2 separate regions of the Triticum aestivum genome follow, and region 1 is linked to region 2. The links are chromatin contacts, called in public Hi-C maps. All regions are on one chromosome and are shown on one strand. Each heading gives the region's core, a stretch centred on a gene start, on an enhancer-like site or on the middle of the called end of the contact. The rest is flanking DNA. Distances are from core to core; before and after follow the strand shown.

The links. A called contact is a pair of places that touch in the nucleus more often than the background predicts.
Region 1: a Hi-C map of leaf shows a contact between it and region 2, with 5 times the contacts expected there. The contact joins the promoter of LOC123079268 here to the promoter of LOC123079264 in region 2. A contact is called at or near these places in 3 of 5 Hi-C or Micro-C datasets (all in leaf).

The regions. Positions count from the first base shown.
Region 1 is chr3D:416,309,790-416,316,376 of IWGSC CS RefSeq v2.1, reverse strand. LOC123079268 (clp protease adapter protein ClpF, chloroplastic) reads left to right here and starts at 3,654. Exons shown (of 11, transcript XM_044502003.1): 1 at 3,654-3,893; 2 at 4,272-4,685; 3 at 4,898-4,957; 4 at 5,042-5,133; 5 at 5,335-5,413; 6 at 5,485-5,578; 7 at 6,057-6,169. The coding sequence starts at 4,347. It overlaps LOC123079271 (isopentenyl phosphate kinase), which reads left to right. Exons shown (of 12, transcript XM_044502004.1): 3 at 316-413; 4 at 560-602; 5 at 1,001-1,062; 6 at 1,176-1,232; 7 at 1,659-1,694; 8 at 1,804-1,881; 9 at 2,084-2,150; 10 at 2,282-2,344; 11 at 2,744-2,847; 12 at 2,952-3,422. The coding sequence ends at 3,044.
Region 2 is chr3D:415,791,794-415,798,379 of IWGSC CS RefSeq v2.1, reverse strand. It overlaps LOC123079264 (glutathione S-transferase 1), which reads left to right and starts at 1,357. Exons shown (of 3, transcript XM_044501996.1): 1 at 1,357-1,631; 2 at 2,247-2,295; 3 at 3,072-3,727. The coding sequence starts at 1,482. The coding sequence ends at 3,529. LOC123074784 (PLASMODESMATA CALLOSE-BINDING PROTEIN 3) reads left to right here and starts at 5,221. Exons shown (of 4, transcript XM_044497536.1): 1 at 5,221-5,432; 2 at 5,552-5,794; 3 at 5,901-5,934; 4 at 6,042-6,530. The coding sequence starts at 5,372. The coding sequence ends at 6,294.

The DNA of each region.
Region 1 (6,587 bases), core at 2,405-4,904, 520 kb before region 2:
GGGATGCTATGTGCTGTCAGAATTGACGCTAACTACCAAGTGACCTTGAAATGCCTCTCAGTGAGCGAGCCATGCTTACATTATTAGTGCAAATAACCTGCTTGGAAGATATTTAGCATGCAATGGGTCTGATTGATAGTCTCTAGGGTCTGCCTGTAGGATAGTGCTGAAGAACCAGGGAATTTGGTCAGTTCCAATGTTATACGGTACCCGTAATCCCTGTAACTATAATTGGGCTGCTAGAGTTTGAGTTTGTAAAATTAGTGTCATGATATCAAGATTGTAATAGTCCTCTATCTGAATTTACTACTTCAGGTTCTTTTGGCCACTTCCAAGCAAGTAGATCTGGAGTACATAAAGGAGGGTTGCATTCAACACTGGTGAAGGCTGGCTTTGTGGCTACAAGAATTTCAGTACGGTGCACTTCTAAAATTTCACTATCATGTGGATATCGTAACTTCCAGTTCCATATTTTTTTTCAGGATCTTGTCGATGTATGCCATGCTTCTTTGATGCAATGCTTAAACAGTGTTCTAATAATATATATGTTGCAACATAGGTGACTTCTCTCAACCAGGAAATTGTTAGAGCCTTGGCAAGAGGTACACTACATAGAAATGAAGACTAGTGCATTTTATGCTAATAATTCAGCTACATGCTTATCATGGTAATCTGTCATTATGGTGAACTAATCAACTAGTGTGTTGTCATTAGTGTCGTCTTGAATAGGTATTGAAAGTTCATGATTATGTTTATTATTGTTTTTCCACAGGATCTGCATGTGTTCCTTTGTCTGGATGAATTATGTCGTGATCTGAAGTTTTTACTTAAATTGCAAGGATGCATGTTCATATAGCAATAACAATTCATATATCTACTATGTATTTTCAATGACCTGACCAGCTTATATATCAATTTTGTGATATATGTTTTATAAAAACTATTAATTTTTAAGTGTGAATCAGTGGTAAATAAATGACTTGTGGAAGTGCTTCTGCAGAAGGAATACCGTCTGTTGGGATGTCACCATTTGCTTGTGGATGGTCTACTCAGCGAAGAGATGTGAGCAAACTAGAGGATTCTTGCATCTTTGGATAGACACCTGACAATACACAGTTTTTGTGGATATATGTCTAATCGTGTAAACAAAGATGTTGACATATGTGCATTTGCAGCTTGCATCAGCCAATGCTTCTCAAATCATTGAGTCACTCCATGCTGGTTTTGTCCCTGTAAGCTATTGCACCTTAGGTTCTTTAGTAATTATTTCTGTAGAAATTTTCTTTGATCTAAGTTTGCAGCCCAAGTACGGCAATTATGTGAATCATATGCGGCAAAAATGTTGTTTCTGGATATTAGTAGCATATTCTTTAGACTTGTGTTTAATGAGCATTGTTTACATGGATCTTTCACTAATGCTTTTGGTAAGCTGCAATGATTCGCAATACATATATGTTCCCAACATAGCTCTGGGTGTATTGTTAAGTAATAGATCAGTTCTGACATTTGAAATAGCTCGGACAGTTTTTCAGTAATGTTATAAGAATAAGGGAAGCATCGCCTAACTTCCACGTGTTCTTTTTTCATCTACATATGAAGAAGAATACAAACTTGCAGCTATGGTTTTCTGTGTAGAATAATGGTCTGTTTCCTCGCAGGTTTTGCACGGAGATGCTGTTCTTGATGAATCGCTGGTGAGTTTTAAATTGGATTATGCCCACATTCTTGTTTAGATTCACATACAGGTTGGGACACACTATTTATTCACTTGTACTGAGACTGATGTTAGGATTAAATGACCAGGACTGCACCATATTGAGTGGGGATGTCATTATACGCCACCTTGCACAGCTTTTGACTCCAAAATATGTCGTGTTTCTGGTACTGTTACCTTGTCTCCTTACCATGACTTGATCATTTATTGTAACAGTATGGCAACTTGCTGACTTAGCTGTACTGTCTTTCTTATAATTCAATTTTGTTGTTATAAGATGGGCTTCATCTTATTTCATTTGTATGCACCATGCTTCATATGTTTCATTGTTTTGCCAAGTTTTTCTTTACTCTGACAATTGATATTTAGACAGATGTTCATGGAGTATATGACCGTCCTCCAACTGACCCAAATGCAGTACTTCTCAAAGAGATAGGTTAGTATCCACCCGTTGTAGATCAACTTTGTCTGCATGTGTAATCTTCTTGGTTGATATACATCAATTATTGTAGGGAAATGCAGGAAAAAACATGCAATTCCAGTTTACTGACATGTGCTGCTTAACAGAGGTAGATGACAACGGAGGCTGGTCGATTGTAAAACCTGCATTACAAGGCAACAGAAAAGAAGGTATCATCATGTCTCCCTTCCATGTGTACCATGATGGTTGAGTGGTTGATGTCTGCATAGTTGTGTAGTATATACTGATGAAGGCATGCCGCTACAGCCTGCAGAGGTTGAACATAGCAATTTCAAGTTGATAATTGTAAAACAAAAAAATGCTTGATTCAAGTAGTCAGTGATGATTTCCTAAGTGACAACCTTATTATCACCAAATGCATTCTTTGTTCTTATGTATCGTTTGAAGGGGGGGAAATGCTTTGAGGGAGCAATTATCTGTAACATGAGTCGCTGTCATCAAAATTATGGTTTATTGGACTGAGAACAGACTAATTTCATGATCCAGATGTACTGCTTGTAAACTAGTATCGCTTGTATAAGCCTAAGATATCCAGCGATTCACTGCAGTGGAGATATCAGTAGCCGCACACGACACCACTGGAGGAATGGAGACCAAAATACTGGAAGCTGCCGCGATAGCTAGGCTTGGAGTTGATGTGTACATCACAAAGGTGTGAATATTTCCTCTGCTCATACCGTAAAACGTGACTAAAACGATAACTAAATTCATAATGCGACAGTACAGTTTTTGTTAAAAAGTTGTTTTGTGATGCAGGTTGACACTGAGCACTCCCTGAGAGCCTTGAAGGGGGATGTGAACACAAGCTCGGACGATTGGCTTGGGACTGTTATACGCGCTGCCAAATAGAGTTCTTGCCACAGAAGAGAAGCAACGCAAATTTTTATGTCGCGTAGGGTTCGCTGATGAGCTTTGATGTTCGCCAGATGATAATTTAGAGGTTTATTCCTACTGCGATCACTTTTTTTGCTGAATGGCACGCTAGTGTTGTGACCAATGGTAATACCTCCATATGTCCGAGAACACGGAACATTCCTTTGTGATTTACAGTAGCCATTTATTACTTTTACGAGAAAAATGCAGTTGTTTGTCAGCTGGAGTGAGGTGGATTTTCTGTAATCAGGACCATAAACCAATAGGTTTATATAAATAATACCCCTCTGTAAACAAATAAGTTATCTAAAACGTCTTATATTTGTTTACAGAGGGATTGTTACTGAACTGAAATAATGAGTTAAACGTTGAGGAAATCATTTGCAAATCGTGTAACCTATTTTTGATAGTTTGATAATCAAATTGAAGGCAAGGCAACCATAGGGTGCCTCGCAAATAAATAAATAAAAATAAAGCAACCATATGGTGCGATGCAGTACCTTTTCATTTCTACATTTCCCGGCAGAAATTTAACTCGAATTCCACGAAAATCTTAATGCAGGCAGCAAACGCTCGGGCTAAAGAACGAACGACTGGTCCAGGGCGGCGAGTTGGGAGCTGGGGCGCCCTATCCACCAAACATCAACCACTACCGTAGGCATAGCAGCAGCGACAGAGCGCAACACCAACGCAACCCCGTTCCGTACCCTGGCGCCGCGCAGCGCCCACGCGTTCCCTGCGCCCGCTCCAGCGGTCCCTCGCTGCGTGTACCGGCGCCGCACCGTGCTTTCCTCCTCTCCCCCAAGCCCAAGGCCGCCGCCTCCGGTAACCGAGCTCTGCTCCCTCCCCGCCCCGCCTTGATTTTTCCGTGCCCCGCCGCCGCCGCACCCTGTAGCATCGTCCCCCTCTCGTCTCGATACTTGAACGCCAGTTCTGCAACTCAAAAACAGATTGACCAACATTTAGGGATTAGAAGAACATGCCCCGCAATTTTTTTTAAGTAGGATTTCTAGCACTGCTTTTAAATAGGAATACGCCTTTGTTAATTCAGGTGTATTTTGTGGTTTCAACCTATTTAGCAGAATTATAACGAGTTTCAGGCAAAGTTGCTTCAGTTCATCTTATTAGAGCATGTCATTGTTTGTTTGTGTGCTCTGGTGCAGTTGTATGTCCCATTAACTAGCTGCTTACGACTGTATGTAGGTGTGGGTATTGTGCCGCTCCAGCTGTGGCGATCGACCCGTGCATGTTTTGGACCTATCACATTGCGTATATACAATGCAAGGCATATCTGTGTGCGATTCGGTCGCCACGCCCCACGGAACAAACTGCAGATCAGCCTGTGTTGCTAGGAATGATCTGAGGTTCTGTTACAAAATAAATCCTGCAAGCCGTGGGGCATACGCGTGGCGCTGGTGTGCGGAAAAGCTGCACATGGGGACCAACCGTGGAAAAATAAACACCACAGTAAGGACCAATGCCAGATGGTTCTTTGGAGGAGATGCTCGTAACAGTAACAGTAACAATAATGCGGCCGCGAGGCTGGAGCGCAGTGAGTCTGCTAACGAAGACATCTTGATCTTCTACTTTCAGCTGGATGTACAGACTCGGATACAGGTGAGTGTTTGCTTCTTTGCCACCACCTCACCGCAATTACTAATATCTGTCATACTGTAATTTTTTACCAGTCAATTGTCTAGATTACAGTTTACTAGTTGAATCTAACATCGTTTCACTGTTGTTTCCACTGACAACTGATACATCCAAATGTTTGATAATTATTTATGCAAATCGAACCTCACTATTGAACTCTGCTTGGTTCTTGCCAGTATGCATTGAATATAGAGCAGTTTGATGCGGCAAAGCAATTAAGGGAAAAGCTTGCTGAGGTACCTTAATGGCGTTCACTTCTAAGATAAGTGAATTTTGAGGATAATTTCTCTGTGAAGAAAGTCTTATCTCTTATTTTGTAGATCGAAACAGAGGTAACTAGGCAGCGTGAAGCTAAAAGAGGTTCATCGAAGAATGAAGCTCAGGATAAATCTTTAAATCTCCTACGCGCGCGGTATGTTGATATTTCCTTGGTACCCGTAAGGAGAAGATTTAAAATACTATAACATGTACATTTTCCCAATATAATGATTATGCTCTGGTGCTCCATTTTCTTAATTAACATATAGGCTAATCTCGTAAGGGAAAATTTGTTGTGGAACACTCCAAAGTTGGTTCATTTGGCAGAGAGCTCACCTTTATCCTTTTGTTGCAGTGCAGATTTGCAGAATGCTATTGAGAGCGAGAACTATGCTTTGGCAGCTGAGCTGCGTGACACAATCTCTAAGCTTGAGGTATGCCAAAACTTAGGTGCACCAGTCATGTCATGATTATGTTAAATAGCTTTACTTCAAATGTCATGTAGGGTGATTCTCTGGCACTTTCTGCTAAAGCCCTGGCCTACCAAAGTGTGAAATATGAGTTTCGACTAGGGCAGAAAGTACGCCACAAAGTACATGGTGAGTAATTTTGCACCATCTGTTATTGTTAAAAGCTCTGGCATGCTAAAGGACTGCTAATAATTCCATTGATTGTTACTCCCTCCGTTCCAAAATAGATGACCCAACTTTGTACTAAAGTTAGTACAAAGTTGGGTCATCTATTTTGGAACGGAGGGAGTATTTCTAAGTAAACATATCAGTGTTGGTCACTATCTTTTTTTGTCAACAATAGTTTGTCGATTGTTAAGTTGTTCAAGTTTGCGTTCCTACAGTCGGAGACTGAACTGAACCACTGAAAGTAATCATATGTATCTCTAGCTGATATGTAGGTGTGACCTATATTTAGGTAATTATACTGTAGTAGTATATGGTTTGAAAGATTTGAGATATTTTTTTATCTTTATTCATTTGTTTGTCATTAGGCTTAATTTTTGTAGTTCAGCACTCACGATTCATTCATGTGAGACACTTTGTCTTTTGATTTCTCCTGCTGAAGGATATAGAGCTGTGATATGTGGCATGGATCCTGTGTGCTGTGAATCCAAGTCATGGATGGAGACGGCAAATGTGGAGAAGTTATCTAAAGGACCAAATCAACCTTTTTATCAAGTAAATGTTGCTTCCAGTTTAAGTTGTTCCTCAGTATCCACAGTTCCAAGCAAATCTCAGTTCTTTTTTCTTGTAGCATCTGCAAGATATATTTTAGTGCTAATTTTGTCAAGTTTAGAGCTTAGATTGTGTTACATGGACGTAATATTAGCGCAATGACAACCATTGATACATGATTCTGGCAACGGCTAACTTAGTGACATGGTACATCTTGTACTTGACTTATCCTTCTGTGGCCAGTTGGCCCATAGTCCTGATTTTAAATCCACGATTGTACACCTTGCACACAAGTCCTGAAATTGCTGAGAATCTTTTGCAAGGTTGTGATGGGAACTTTCATTTATTATAACTTAGTTACCATCTAAGCTAGCTCATCATAGCAATATCTATCTATCCTTCTTCTTACTTTCCTCCTTGC
Region 2 (6,586 bases), core at 108-2,607:
TGGGTGTCACCATAATTGGAGTGACATGTATCTAATAAACCCGTAGTTTCAACCATGGGGAAGATCAAATTTGAATATTGTTATTGTTCGGCTAATCAAGCGACACATGCGATAGCTAATTACAGTTTTTGTAATCACTTTTCTAGTGTTTGGACAAATGAGCCACCAGATTGTCTTGGTTAGTAAGTTCATAGACAGTATTTTTATCGTGTGATTAATAAAGCTAGTCATGATGGTCTTTTCTAAAAAAAACCTCTTGTCACATTACTGCCGACACACCTGAGGAACACACCTCCACCCACCATGCAGGCCATGCTCCCGGACTTCTTCGTTGAACCGATGACACTCATGCCGTCAGTATGACCACGCGTTGTTGACATGTCGCACCGTCGGAGCAAGGCACCACACCGATCAACACGTGGTTGTATCGATACTCGCCCTTAAAAGAGGATGACATGTATTGATACTCGCCCTTACAAGAGGAAAAGACCGAACGATAGGTGAACGAGATGCTAGGCACCAGGGTGATCGTGCACATCATGAGCCCATACCCTGCTCTGTTTCTCCCGGTGATAAAGAAGGATCCGCAGCTTGAACACTGTCTCACATTGAAGAACAAGTTTCCCCTTCAAGAAGAAGGCCGATCTCCATCCCATGCTGGCGTACAAGTACTTCGGGTCATTCGCGGTCGAAGAGCGTGTCAGAACGATGGCCTACCGCCTGAAGCTTCCACAAGGCAACTGCATCCACCCTGTCTTCCACGTCTCACGGCTCAAGTCCTTCATCCATCACTGTGCGCCAGTGTTTTCGGAGCTGCTGCGCATTCTCGACCTCGCTGACACCAGTCGCCACCTGGACCGCCGCATGACGAAAGAAGAACAACGCTCCGGTCGTCCAACTTCGGCGCTGTTCGGTATCGCTCCGCTCCACAACTCCGAGAGTGGAGTTGGCGGAGCTGCAGTTCAAAATGGCGGAGTTGCAGTTCCCCGCTCCGCAGATTCCGGGAGCGGGTGATTACAGAACAGGGCCTTCGTCTTCAATGGGATACGCTGCCAGCTGACACCGCAACATGGGAAGACTATGACATGCTCCGACGGCGGCCATCTTGAACGGGGGATTCCTCTTAAGGAGGGGCAACTGTCACGCCTGCAGTGCAGAGTACCGAACCTGCAGCGGACTTAAGATTGCAAGGGAGCTGCCTCTTGCGGCCGTGGGCCGTCGGGCTTGTAACGAGGGACCGAGAGTGGCCCAATGGGGGATCGGCCTAGTGCGTGGCTGTGTTCTTCTCAAAAAAGAAAAAAGGAAGAAGAAAAAGTGTGTGGCTGTGTTGTAAACTGTAAAGTGTAAACCTTGAGGTTTAAAAAGAAATGAGAAGCGTGTGCTCTCCTCTCACCTCCGCCGTCTCCTCCCTCAGCTGCTCTCCTCTCCTCTCACCTACCCTCCAGATCGGGTCGTAACTCGTAACAGGGATCAGGGTGGCCATGGCTCCGGTGAAGCTGTACGGCATGACCATGTCGTGGAACGTGACGAGGTGCGTGGCGGCCCTGGAGGAGGCCGGCGTCGAGTACGACGTCGTGCCCATCGACTTCGGCGCCGGCGAGCACAAGACCCCCGACCACCTCGCCAGGAACGTACGTATGCTTACCGCCTTCAGTTTGCAATGCCCTCCATATATGCTTCTACTCTAGTCTCAAAAGGGTTTCCGGTGCGTTTCCGGTGCACTTGACTGAAACCCATGCCTGCTTGGTGTTCTTATGAAGCCCTGACTAAAATTTCAGAAACGAACACATGCAACATATGATCTCAGCAGGAGACCTAATCAACTGGTCATCAAAACAAGCGTTAGTTCCTAAGGGTCCATAGTGGTACTATTCGAAATTTCAGACTTGGCTTCTAAGCATTTTTTGCCTTTTGAGCAGATCTTTCCACACTCTGCTTTGTCGATCCCTTTAGTAGCTACAGTTTTGTTGAATGCGCAATTAGCCATAAATTTGAATGTCGAAGTATCTATGCATACAATTAGTCTGCTACTACGGGGTATGTTTAGCGGCTGTCTGTTCACCGGTGGTTCTATACTAAAAGAAGCATGTACAAGAAAATGGAAATGTTTGCATGTTATCTTGTTCATATAGGTTTGACCAACCGATCTTAGTGTTATGTAACTGTGGCATTTGATGATTCCTGTTTTTTAGAGGTGTGACATCCGATTGACAAAAACCTCACTGTCTTCATATGGTCCTCTGCAGCCCTTTGGTCAGATGCCGGTTTTGCAGGATGGCGACTTCTACGTCTGGGGTATGATGCTAACTCTTGGAGATGTGTCTCTTTTCCATCCATTGTGAATATAAACTTAAAAGGGACAAGATGCTCTAAGCATTATTGTTGCTTTGCTGTTGATGTTGCTGCCTTATTTCCCAAAAGTGTGTCTAAGTTGGCATTTCCAGTTTTCCACCTTCGTTGAAATATAATGGTACCTAAGCTGTCAGTCTAAGATAGCGTGATGCAAAAAAGTATCAATTATGTATAAATTGTCAGCTGTTACTATATTAGGAGCCCCCCTCTTGTTTTCCTTTTCGATTTTATTATTTGTATGTTTTCCTTGATGTTGTAGTCACTTTGGCAGCAGGCTCCCATTGTTTCATCAAAAGAAAAAAAAGGAGTACAAATTTTGGGACTTGGTTGCTATGTGAAACAATATTTCCACTAGGCAAATAATGAAATGTTTTTCTCATTATAGAAACCAAATTAATCGCGGAGGACCAAATCATAGGGAAGTACAACACAACATCATTTCTATGAAAGGGACGTGGTCGTTCTTGGATAAACGATGACCCACAATCTTATTAGAATGAAATGGCATTTGCTACGTACTGAATTGCCATCAACCTATTCTAGTATGCTCAAAACATCAGCTTAACCAGAAAAGAGAAGAAAAATCACATGTCTTAGTTATCCAGGATTCGAGGCAAATGCATATACTTATGTTTGCTTTAGAACAATTTATGTTAGAATCGCGTTACTACCGTTGCTGATTATCACAACTCTGATTATGTTTTTTCTTTTCTTGTTAGAATCGCGTGCTATTTGCAAGTACACATGCCGCAAGAACAAACCGGAGCTGTTGAAGCAGGGCAACCTCAAGGAATCGGCAATGGTAGATGTGTGGCTCGAGGTGGAGGCCCATCAGTACACCGCCGCACTGGAGCCCGTTATCCTCGAGTGCCTCATCCGTCCTATGTTCGGGCGAGCCACTGACCAGAAAATTGTTGAGGATAACCTTGTGAAACTGAAGAAGGTGCTGGAGGTGTACGAGGCGCGACTGAGCAAGTGCAAGTACCTGGCTGGAGACTTCCTCAGCCTCGCGGACCTTAACCATGTGTCTGCTACCGCATGTCTGGCGACTACACCCTATGCTTCTTTGTTCGACGCGTATCCGCATGTGAAAGCCTGGTGGTCTGGCCTGATGGCGAGGCCGTCCGTCCAGAAGATCACTGCACTAAAGAAGCCGTATTTTCAGAATAGTGTCTAGCACAGTTTTCGCCGCGGCCCACGAAATAAGCCGGGCTGTCTCCCGACGTTTGTCGTGTCCAGGCGCGCGTTGTTGTAATAATTAGACAACACCCCACGCGTTGCTGTGAGACTTTTTAGCAATAAACTGTGAAATGATTTATTGCTAAAAGATAAAAAATAAAATCTATGATGTGGAGGGTTTGCATGTGTTTGATGATGGGGAGGTTTTGCATGTGTTAAAAAAAGATTGCATATGATTGATGATATGGAGGCTTGCATGTGCTAGAATGAAAACCAGAACAACGGCGCAAGCGCCAAGAGAATCTTCAGTTTCTCTCTTTCCAAATGTTTCACATGATATACATCGCAACAATAGTCTTCCATTTTCTCTCCTTGGATTTTGCCTTTTTTCTGTTAGATCAGTCCACCAACCTCCCAACAGGCGTGTTGTGTTCAGGTAATCTGCCTCTTGCCTCCACCCTACGATAAAACATCATGCTAAAAATTAAGACTTTCTGAGTATGTGCAAGATATATTGACCCTTTCTCATCTTCACGAAATAATCTATCAACCACACAATCATATGATTGACATATGTTTGCCATGAACATTCCCACACTTGGCATCAAGTAAATGCGCGGCGAAGAGACTTGACACCATAACAAGGCATGGGCTCTTTGGCATGAGGTTTGACACCATAACAAGGCATGAGGTTTAACGTCCAGTTGATGCGTGATATGAAGAGAGGTTTGACACCATAACAAGGCATGAGCTCGTTGTTGTGTCGAGATGGCATAGCAAGGAATGAGAGGCCAGGACGATGTGTGAGCTCTAGATCAAGGCGATGTGCGAGCTCAATGGACGGGGTGAGGGGGAGGGGGCGGCCCCGTGTCTCCGCCCTCTGATAAAGCATCAGGGGTATAAAGTCAGACCTACCGAGTATGTGCAAGAAATATTGTCCCTTTTTTCCTCCACCAAGGAATCTACCAACCATACCATCATATGATTGATACAGCTTTGCCATGAGCATCCCTACACTTGACATTGGGTTGACACATGATGAAGAGGCTTGACACCGTAACAAGGCATGTGCTATTTGTGGCGTCGAGGTGTTGACATGGCATACAAGGAATGCTTGAGGCCGGGACGAGGTGTGAGCTCTAGATTAGGGCGATGCATGAGCTCAATGGAGGGGGGGTTGCCCCTGGCTCCACCCTCTAATAGTAAAGCATTGGAGGTATAAATTCATATCTACCGAGTCCGACTATATGTAAGATATATTGTCTCTTTTTCTTTCTGACAAAAGAACGTATCTATCATACCTTCATAGTATGATTGATATATAGCTTTGCCATTTCTTCTTTTTCCACGGAAAAGAATACAAGGGGCCTCTGGGTCTGGTAAGCACTACCACTACGAAAAAAGAACAGCACAGCACATGCCACAGAGCTCACACACAACTTTGCAACCTTCCTTGCCTTTACTTTGGGCGACGGTGGCTCGCATACCCGGCCTAGCTAGAACATCCCGCAGGATCAACTGCCAGGTGTCCCGTGTGACATGGCTCGCGATCGAGCGCAAACCTTCGCGCCTAAGAAACATGCATGGCAGCTCGGCCCAAAGTCGACACCCAGCGGAATGGTCGGAAAGAGCGGAAAGGAGAGGAGAGGAAAAGGACGTGGCCGCCCGGCTGCCGATATAAAGCACATGGCCGAAGGAAAGCTCACCCCGCACTACTTCTCTGGCGTACGTAGCGCGGCCACACACACACACCAGCAGCTATCGTCGTCGAACACTGGAGCCAGCCAGCAGAAGAGAGCGCGCACTAGCTCCAACCTCCACGAACACTTCGCCGATCGTTATGATGGCGAGTCCGGCGTTCTTGCTGCTGCTCTTGCTGGCCGTGTCGATCAGGGGATCAGGTGAGTGAGATATACTTACGTGGATTTCGCCGTTGTGGCGCGGTGGTGAGTGGCTGCATGTATGTGACGCCGGTTGTGTCGTGTGTGTGTGTGTGTGTGTGTGTTTCCGGCCCGTGCAGAGGCGGAGTGGTGCGTGTGCAGGTCGGACGCGAACGAGACGGCGCTGCAGGAGACGCTGGACTACGCGTGCGGGCAGGGCGCGGACTGCGCGCCGGTGGCCACGGGAGGGAGCTGCCACAGCCCCGACTCGGTGGTGGCGCACTGCTCCTACGCGGTCAACAGCTACTACCAGAGGAGCAGCCAGACCAAGGGCGCCACCTGCGACTTCGGCGGCACCGCCACCCTCTCCTCCGCCGACCCCAGTACGTACCGTGCCTTCTCACCCTGTCACTCGTGACTCCATCCATCAGCATGTTGGTTTCTTGTTCTATCGATCTCACCATGCATGTGTGTTCATAACGTCTGCAGGCTCGGGAACCTGCAAGTACCCTGCAACCGCAAGGTAATAATCCCTTGTACCCGGGCAAATCATAACGAGTACTGTAGTACTTACCAAACATTTATCATTGCATGATGAGCTGACGTATTTTCCCTATGTAAATTGCACAGTGCGGCTGGGACGAGCACCGGGAACGGCACAGGGACAGGCTCCGGCGCCGGCACCAACTCGTCTTCCCCGGGCTCGACGAACCCAGCTACGCCCGGCATGGGAGGGAGCTTCACCACGCCGATCGGCAGCGCGTCCGGCCCTACGGCGAGCATCATAGGCCCCGAGAGCAGCGGTGTCGCTGCCGCTGCGGCCGCTTTCGCTGGCGTCCGTGGCCTCGTCGGCGTCGCCGTGGCCTCCGTCCTCGCTTTCTAGGTGCGGTGTTGATCATGAAGCAGCGAGAAACGTAGTGCATTCTTTTTAATCATCTCCAATTCCTAGTGCGTTGTTGCTTTGGTGGAGACGTGCTGTCGTTCTGCTTTAGTGTTTGTCTGTGTACGCCTTTAATGCTCTTTTAGTCCATGTATATGGAGTTTAATTTCTTTGCCTCATGTCGATGTCGTATTTGTGTCCCGTGAAACAATTTGCATCATGGATGTGATGTTACTGCATTTTTTGCCTGGCGGATGATGTTATTGTGCCATTTTTTTAAACCAAGCTCACTTTA